Linked DNA regions of Hordeum vulgare: region 2 is linked to region 1. The links are chromatin contacts, called in public Hi-C maps. All regions are on one chromosome and are shown on one strand. The core of a region is the stretch at or near the end of the contact, and the rest is flanking DNA. Distances in the headings are between cores, read along the strand shown. Region 1 holds the start of LOC123442942 (F-box protein At2g05970-like). Region 2 holds the start of LOC123442943 (60S ribosomal protein L18a-like protein).

The links. A called contact is a pair of places that touch in the nucleus more often than the background predicts.
Region 2: a contact with region 1 is called in a Hi-C map of seedling, with 3 times the contacts expected there. The contact joins the promoter of LOC123442943 here to the promoter of LOC123442942 in region 1. A contact is called at or near these places in 1 of 6 Hi-C or Micro-C datasets (seedling) and 1 of 1 datasets of contacts at active chromatin or transcription factors (embryo).

What each region holds. Positions count from the first base shown.
Region 1 is chr3H:53,888,770-53,892,543 of MorexV3_pseudomolecules_assembly, reverse strand. LOC123442942 (F-box protein At2g05970-like) reads left to right here and starts at 1,925. Exons shown (of 3, transcript XM_045119136.1): 1 at 1,925-2,244; 2 at 3,593-3,654. The coding sequence starts at 3,635.
Region 2 is chr3H:54,018,035-54,022,153 of MorexV3_pseudomolecules_assembly, reverse strand. It overlaps LOC123442943 (60S ribosomal protein L18a-like protein), which reads left to right and starts at 2,460. Exons shown (of 5, transcript XM_045119137.1): 1 at 2,460-2,741; 2 at 3,399-3,541; 3 at 4,035-4,119. The coding sequence starts at 3,532.

The DNA of each region.
Region 1 (3,774 bases), core at 676-3,175:
GTTGCGGGTGGTGAGGCTCGAAGCGGTCGGCGAGGTCGCGACGGCGAAGAGGAAGAAGACGAAGGGCGCAAGCTCTTCTTCTCAGGACGCAAGGAGGAAGAGAGCGCGGATGCGGGGCGAGAAGAGGGGGCGAATGGCCTCCTCGAAACCCTCGCGTCCCATTTAAACCCCCACGAAGCGTCATGGGGAGGGGATCCGGTGCGCACCGGGCCCCATTAATCCCGTGTATTACGGGCGGTAACGCTCCCCTAAGCCCAACCGCCGCGGAGTAAATCCGCAGAGGATCTCCCGCGCGGAGGCCGAGGGGGCGTCGTGGCGGGACCCCGGGGCCCAGGCCCGATCCCGTCAGCAGTAATCGCCATCATTACGCCAGGCGGGGCCTGGCACATGGCGTTCTCCGGGCCAGTCACGACTGGACCGAGGCGTCGCTCCGAAGCCACCCGGTTTCGAAGCCGGCGTCATTCGCCGCGAATAACAGCCAAAATATCAAGACAAATCAACAAGCCGGTGAGGCCGCCCGCCCGCAGGCGGCAGACCTCGCCAGCTTCGGGGACTACTGTCGGGGGGATAACCCCGGGGTAGGCTCATCAAGCCTGTTCCTTCATTTCCGGCCCAATGGACATTGAACGTATGAAGATTCCCAAGGCCCAAGTCTTCTCGCCGGCTAGGCATCACGTGCCGGCTGGAGGACGAGGCGGCCACCTTTCTGGCCGACCAGGCAACCCCTGCCGGCTAGAATCCAGGCGACATCTCCTTCAGAGCCGGCCTGGTCCCGCCAGACCGGACTGGGGAGGAGGCGGCCACGCTCAAGCCGGCTGGCCAAGCAGGCTAGCCGACCGAGGATCACAAGTCATATCAGATCGTATGTCAGGAAGAGACCTCACGATTAAAGGTAGCTACGCGTCAGCAAAGGTACAAGATCAGGGCGCCCGGCAGGTACGAGCGTCGGCGGCCACGCCGCTGACCTACCCCGGCTCTGATCCATCACCTAGCATAGTGTCGAACCGTCACACTCCCACTCCATTACTGCACTCGGCGTGGGGAACAGTGGAGGCGGTCGTACTACCTGCCCATGAAGAATCTCGCGGGGCGACGCTTGACGTACAACGCGTGCTCAGCGTCAACCTTACGCGAGAGCCTCATTGGCCAGCCGGCGGGTCCCACATGCAATCGGGACCATGCAGCCGGCGGGCCCCTCATCGACAAGACATGACCCTTGTGGGCCCCTGGCCAGCTGGCGAAGCAGCCATCCGGGTCCCACGCTTGTACCCTTTATCCATATTGTAGGACGGTGAGTTCGTCTATAAAACCCCCCGGTCGCCTCCCATGCAAGCAGGCCGATCCTTCACCAGTCATTCAGCACAACACATTCACCAACCACAGAGAGAGAGGCAGAGACGAGCCGGCTGCTCCCCTCTTCCTCCTCCCCACACAGCTCCAGGAGCGACATTGTACTCTGTTCCTATACATCAAACACTCGAGCAGGATTATGGGTATTATCTCTACGGAGAGCCCTGAACCTGGGTACATCGTGCGTCCCATGCGTGTATCAACCTTGTTCCGAGCGTCCACCTTTGTCCCTTCGGTTCTTATCAACTTTAGCCTACATATGACATATGTTGTAAGTATTCATCGACACATTCAAACATATGAACATATACTCATCTTTATAAGGCACACATCCACATCATATCCTATGAAACCTTTTGAAAAACTAAGGCATCACGTCATTTTAAAACGTTTTCTTTCATTGAGCGGATATTACCGAAAAGCCCAAAACAGTTTTCAGAAAAATGAAAGCAAAGTGTCAAAGTTTAGGACTTGATGGCCTCCCTGTTTCAAAAGATCAGCGTGTGGGATATAGCAAAATTATTACAGTGGAAAAACATTTACATAATGTGCCAGGTCATCCCTCCCAGACCGGCGACTCCTTGACGAGAACAACCCCGTCCGAGGAGCCTCCTCCCCCGCCACCATCCCCGCCCCTCGAATCCTCCTCCTCACAGTCCCCACTTCGCCCCGCACTGATCCTGGCGGGGGGCCGTCACGGCTGGCGGCTGCTGCATACGTGCTTCCCCCCACCCCATCCTCGCGACCCTGCACCGACTCGCGCCGCCGCTGCTTGAATCGAGGCCGTCGTCGAACCCTAGCCGCCGCCCGCCCGCCCCTCGATTCCTCTCCCTCCGACATCGACATCGGCGGCGGCGGAACGGAGACGAGATCCAGGCGGCGTCGTGCCGACTGGTACCTCTTCTTATCACGGCGGTGAGCTGAGGTTCCACGTCCTCATGTAGCTCCTATACGCGTGCTGTATCGATCGATTTCAAGTTCCGCCGGGGAGTTCTGCGTTTGATTCGGCGATTGAAGGATCCATCCTAGTTTTTCTTGTTCCGACCGGCGATTTCCGTGGTGTTCTTTTGGCGATTGATGGGCTGCTCCGAGGCCGTCTGGTTCTGATCGGCGACGGGAGGGGGGGGGGGGCGCGTTGATTTTTGGTGGGTTTTGGTAGGGTTTGGGGGCTATAGATTTTATCTTTTTCATTGATTTGATTGATCGTGCGTTGTTGGTGTGATTCCATGGCCCTTCCAACTTCCAAGGGCTGTATAACAAGGATTCTGTTGTTTAACAGAATATATCCTGTGGTCTTTCCAACTTCAAGGGAAGTGCATGAAAATCTGTTCGTTTCTACTCCCTCCGTTAGGACTTTCTAGAGATTTCAATGAGGGACTACTTATGGAGCAAAATGAGTGAATCTACGTTCTAAAGCATGTCTATATATATATCAGTTTGTTGTCTATAGTGGAATCTTTAAAAAGACTTATATTTAGGAATAGAGGGAGTAAGTTCCAAGGATAAGTGCAGTTTTAGGGCCTCTTTGATTCGTAGGATTCTAAAAACGTGGGAATAGGAAAAACATAGGATTGGCATGACATGGCCATCTCAATCCTACATGATTTTGGTTTTGTTTGATTGCATCATGGGAAAAACAAATGATTCTTTTAAAGAGGTTTGAGTGGATGGTAGAAATCCTATGTGAAGTAATACAAAGAAATCCTTAAAAAAAATTTCCTATGGGATTCAATCCTATGAATTTTTCTGAGGATTCTAATCCTTTGAATCAAAGGAGCCCTTAAACATCTCAAAGGAACAGCGTGCCATATTTTCCTATAGTAGTTTGCATCTTAGCTACAAATTTGAATAAACACTGAAGCCCTTGCTTAAATGCCGGAGATCTGATAATTGAGATTGCTGATAGTTAATGCCGCGGTTAATGCGGCGGTCGTACTTACTTATATGTACATATGCATTTGTTTCAGTTATAGTGTCCAGGAAATGTAGTACATGTAGGTCATATGTGGTTGGTGATCTGAGTTTACATTCTGCCGTGCAGCAGCATAAGTTTATATGTAGAGTGGAGGCTTTCTTTACTTTAGAGCTTCCGTGATAAATTATTGAATAGGCACTCTTCCCTGACTCCCTCATGTCTATTCATTTTGTATCTTATGTCTTTACTTGTGCTACAGTGTAACAGGATATGTTGTTCCTTTTCCGCCCATTGAATTCAGTTTATGATGTTTTGATGTCACTGCAGTTGAGTTTGGATCTCTACAGCAGTTGAAGTTATTGTATTAGCATGTCCACGAAGGAAACAAGGTACTATTAATCTATCATCACTTACGAGAATTTTTCGAACTATCGATTTGTGCATTCGCCATTCTGTTAGTTTAACCACATATGAAGTTCTACAGTCACTCAACGTAGTTATGAGGCATT
Region 2 (4,119 bases), core at 1,211-3,710, 130 kb before region 1:
GGTGTGAATCAACGTGGCTCATGATACCAATGATACGGGGTTCACCCGTGGTGGTTGATCTTTTCACACTTGGAGGGGGAAAAGGGAGAAAACCAAGAGAAACACACGAACTCAAGAACGATCTATAATCACACATCCACTAGATCCACTCAAACACAAGATGTACATAGATCCAAAGACAAAAAAGGATACACGTAACCGATAGTCTTCCCTACGAGATGGGCCTTGTATCCACGAGGGGATCTTCCCTACAAGAGGGGCCTTGGCATCACTATGGATCTTCTCACATGGAGGACATCTCCATGGGAGGAGGATATTATATGGAGCTAAGCTCAACAAATGTTTGTTAAATCATTAGCTAACCCAAAATGAAGATGGGGGAGGAGTATTTGTAGTACTAGGAGAAATAGAGGGGTACATGGGCTATGGCCCAAGGGCATGTCCGTAGACAGGGCTCGGACATTCGAAAGACGTCGGTCGTCCGGAGGCTCAGCAGGGCTCGGACGTGTGGCACGGTCTGGTCGTCCGAGGACTTTGGATCAGTAGCGACGTTGCCGGATTTCAGGAGCTTGTCGGATGTCCGAGGTTCGGTCATCCGGCGTGGTCCAGATTTTTGAGGTTTTGGTAATGTCTTGGCGAGGTCGGGTGTCCCGGCGGGGTCGGCTGACCGGACGCTGTGGCGTGGGGCCTGGGGAGGCTCTAGGCATCGGTCGCCTGGACGAGCTCGGACGTCCGGACGCTGGGACGGTTCGGACGTCCGACCAGGCTCGGTTGTCCGGCCGCTTGAGTGTTTACCGTCGGCTCGTCATTTTCGCGTTCCTCCGCGATTGGTCCATGGCTTCCTTTTGAGTACGCGAGTATGGGAGAGTCTGTGCTTGAGGCAGTGACCATGTCTTGAGTGGATCAAATGATAGGTGAGCAAGGAGATATGTCACCTCGATTTCAATGGCACATGTACGGGCTCCCGTCATGGGACCACTTAGGGCATCCACAACGTTTAGAGGATGGCTTGCCTCTAAGCTGGGACCCACGTTGGATTATTAGAGTCAGCTTAAGATTACGCAGTGTATGCCAAATGTTCCCTGCCTCTAAGTTGTCGGCTCCTTTCCATCCTCTTGACATGGCACATGCATGCTCTCCTTCTATGACATGTAGGGCCAATGAATTATTTCATTTCATTGAAAGAATTGGAGGCTGCCTCCAAGCGTAGCGTCGATGCTAAACAAATTTAGCTTAGAGGCTGTTCTCACAGTATATAACGTCTGCCTCTATGGCCTTAGAGGTAGCAAAACATCACACTGTGGATGCTCTGATAGCTTGAGGTGTTGGTGATGTATCCATGGAGAAGATCATGGAATGCGCTGTATGAGATTTAGTTTTGAAGATCTCGACGCGAGAAATCCAACGATAAAAATGGTTCGAGATATGGATGCATGTTAAGAGATATAAAAAATTATATAAAAAACGAATCTCCGAAAAAGAAAAACTTCCACGTTGTGACAAATGACGCACATGCAATATAACAGATGTCACAACCATAGTTGATGGGAGTGTCTTTTATAAAAAGTATCCCTTAATTAATGATTTTGCCATATATCAGGTATTTCTAACATCTGAAAAAATATCTGGTGCTACCGGAGCACCTCACATTAGGTGCTTCCGCGCGACCTCGGTCGTCAATCTGAGATCTAATGGATGTGAACCAAAGCGCCATTTCATTAATGTTTGGAAGATTTTTATAAAACATTTATGCTGAATTTATCTTTTTTGTTTCTCGATGTGTATTTTCAGTTTTGATTTGAATTTTTTAGGGATTGTATGTTCATGTGATGTGAACATTCATATTTTTTAGGATTGTACGTTCATGTGATGTGAACATTCATATTTTTTAAGAATTTTTTGAAACATTTACATGTGGATTTTTAAAATTGGAAGCACTTAATGTAAGGTGGTTTCATAGCACCAGATATTCACCCCATTGACCAAAGGGAGACATCAAAACAGGTTCAAAAACCTCTGGTAAAATTTCTCTCTTCCTTTTAATATATACTCCCTCCGTACCTAAATATAAGTTTTTTAAGATATTTCACCAGGTGTCTACATACGAAACAAAATGAGTGAATTTATACCTTAAAATATGTCTACATACATCCGTATGTAGTCCATTAATGAAACTCTTAGAAAGACTTATACTCCCTCCGTCCAGAAATACTTGTCCTAAAAATAGATATAATGGATGTATCTATAACTAAAATAAATCTAGATACATTCATATCTAGTACAAGTATTTCTGGACGAAGGGAGTATTTAGGAACAGAGGGAGTATATGACGTGGTATTTTGACACAAACTGACCTTTTCCTCCCTCTTCCATTGACGACAGCGAACGAGTCGTTATCCGTGTGTTAAAAAGGGCCGCCCTCGTGTCTCCATCCCCTCTTTCACCAACGCGGCACATAGCGTGGCGGTAGGTGCACGAGACCCGCACCGCGCTGCGTGTCCACACACACGCATACGAACAACCGGTTGGACCTCCTCCTCCTCCTCGGCTCCACTTTCCTGCCTCTCCCGGTCTCCCCCTCGTCGCCTCTTCCAGTGCTCTCTACTGCTCGCTCTCCACCCCCACCCCGCTCTCGTCCGGCGTCGTCTCCCCCTTCCACCTCCCTCGCGGTTTGCCCCGCCGGCGGCGACGCGGACCTGCTGGTGCTGGTGCTGGTGCTGGGTCGGTTTCTTCTCTTGCGGGTAAGGAACCCTATCCTGTCCTGACTGAGTGGATTATCTTGTTCGTCTTGCGGTTACCTTCTTCCCTTTGCTGCGTGGCGGCCGGCGACCGAAGCCTGAATCCCCGTCGCGGTAGGTGCCGATTTGTCTGTCTGCTGCGTGGTGGACTGGTTGGTAGGTGCCCTTGCTAATCTAGTCCATCCACCCGTACCTGGTCTGCCTGCCTTAGCCGCTTCTTCTTCTTCAGCGCGCCAGACCGATCTGAGATGGCCCCGTAGCGCGGCCGCAGCTTATTTTGTATGAATTCGTTAGATTTGTTCTACTAACGGGAGTTGGAGTGTTAGAGTTCAGAGCAAGAGGAAATAGCTCAAAATGTTATGCTCTCCTAGTCTCGTCGGAAGCCGTAGTGTTCCTGACTGAGTACCCCTCTTGGATTGACTTCTGTATGCTAATATCTGGAATTCAGACACCTGCTGCTTCTGTATGTTAATATATTTGGAATTTGAGACACCTGCTGGTCACTGCTTTCCTCTTTGCCATGAAAGAGTACTTCCAATTGCTCACAACATCTGTCCCTACCGATTAGACTCATATGCGTGTTTATGCAGAAGAAATTACATTGTGGATATAATTTTCTCTCCGATGCAGCAAGATGACCCCATCCTGACACACTTGCAGGATTTATGTGCCAAGCTGGCTACTGTTCTGTTTTATTCCTCGGATCAGACTTGTTGAACTGATTCCAGCAAGGAGGAATCTGCCAAGCAGCTTGGTGTTAAGTTTGGATCTTCCCTAAACAGCTCTAGATTAAATGGGGGAAGGTAATTGCTTTTTCAACCTTGTATCTATCTTTTGCGTTAAACTTTTGAGATTTGTTTTGCCGCTAGATCGCTTATGTTATGCAGGATCTTTTCGCGTTAAACTTTTGAGATTTGTTTTGCCGCTAGATCGCTTATGTTATGCAGGATCTTTTCGCGTTAACCTTGAGATTTGTTTTGCCGCTAGATCGCTTATGTTATGCAGGATTTTTTGAGTTAAACTTAAGATTTCCTTCGCCGCTAGATCACTTACGTTGTGCAGGAGAACAGAACCCTTAGTCTGTCATTGTAAAAGACAGTAACATCTATTACGTGATGTTGACATACGTGGTAGCATAATAGTGTATAAACATCAGTGAGATATAACATAATTAGGATTCAGAGTTTACAGTTGTTCCTCTGTTTATTAGGGCTTTAGCTTGATCATGATGTGCATTATTTTTAATTTTGTTCATACGATTACTTCTTACTCCGAATCACACTTGGCATTGCACAGCAAGCTCGGATGAACTTTGCCATTGTCAAGGGTGTCTTGGCAAGTACACCCTACTCAGAGATGAAGAGAACCCACAGCTGGCGAA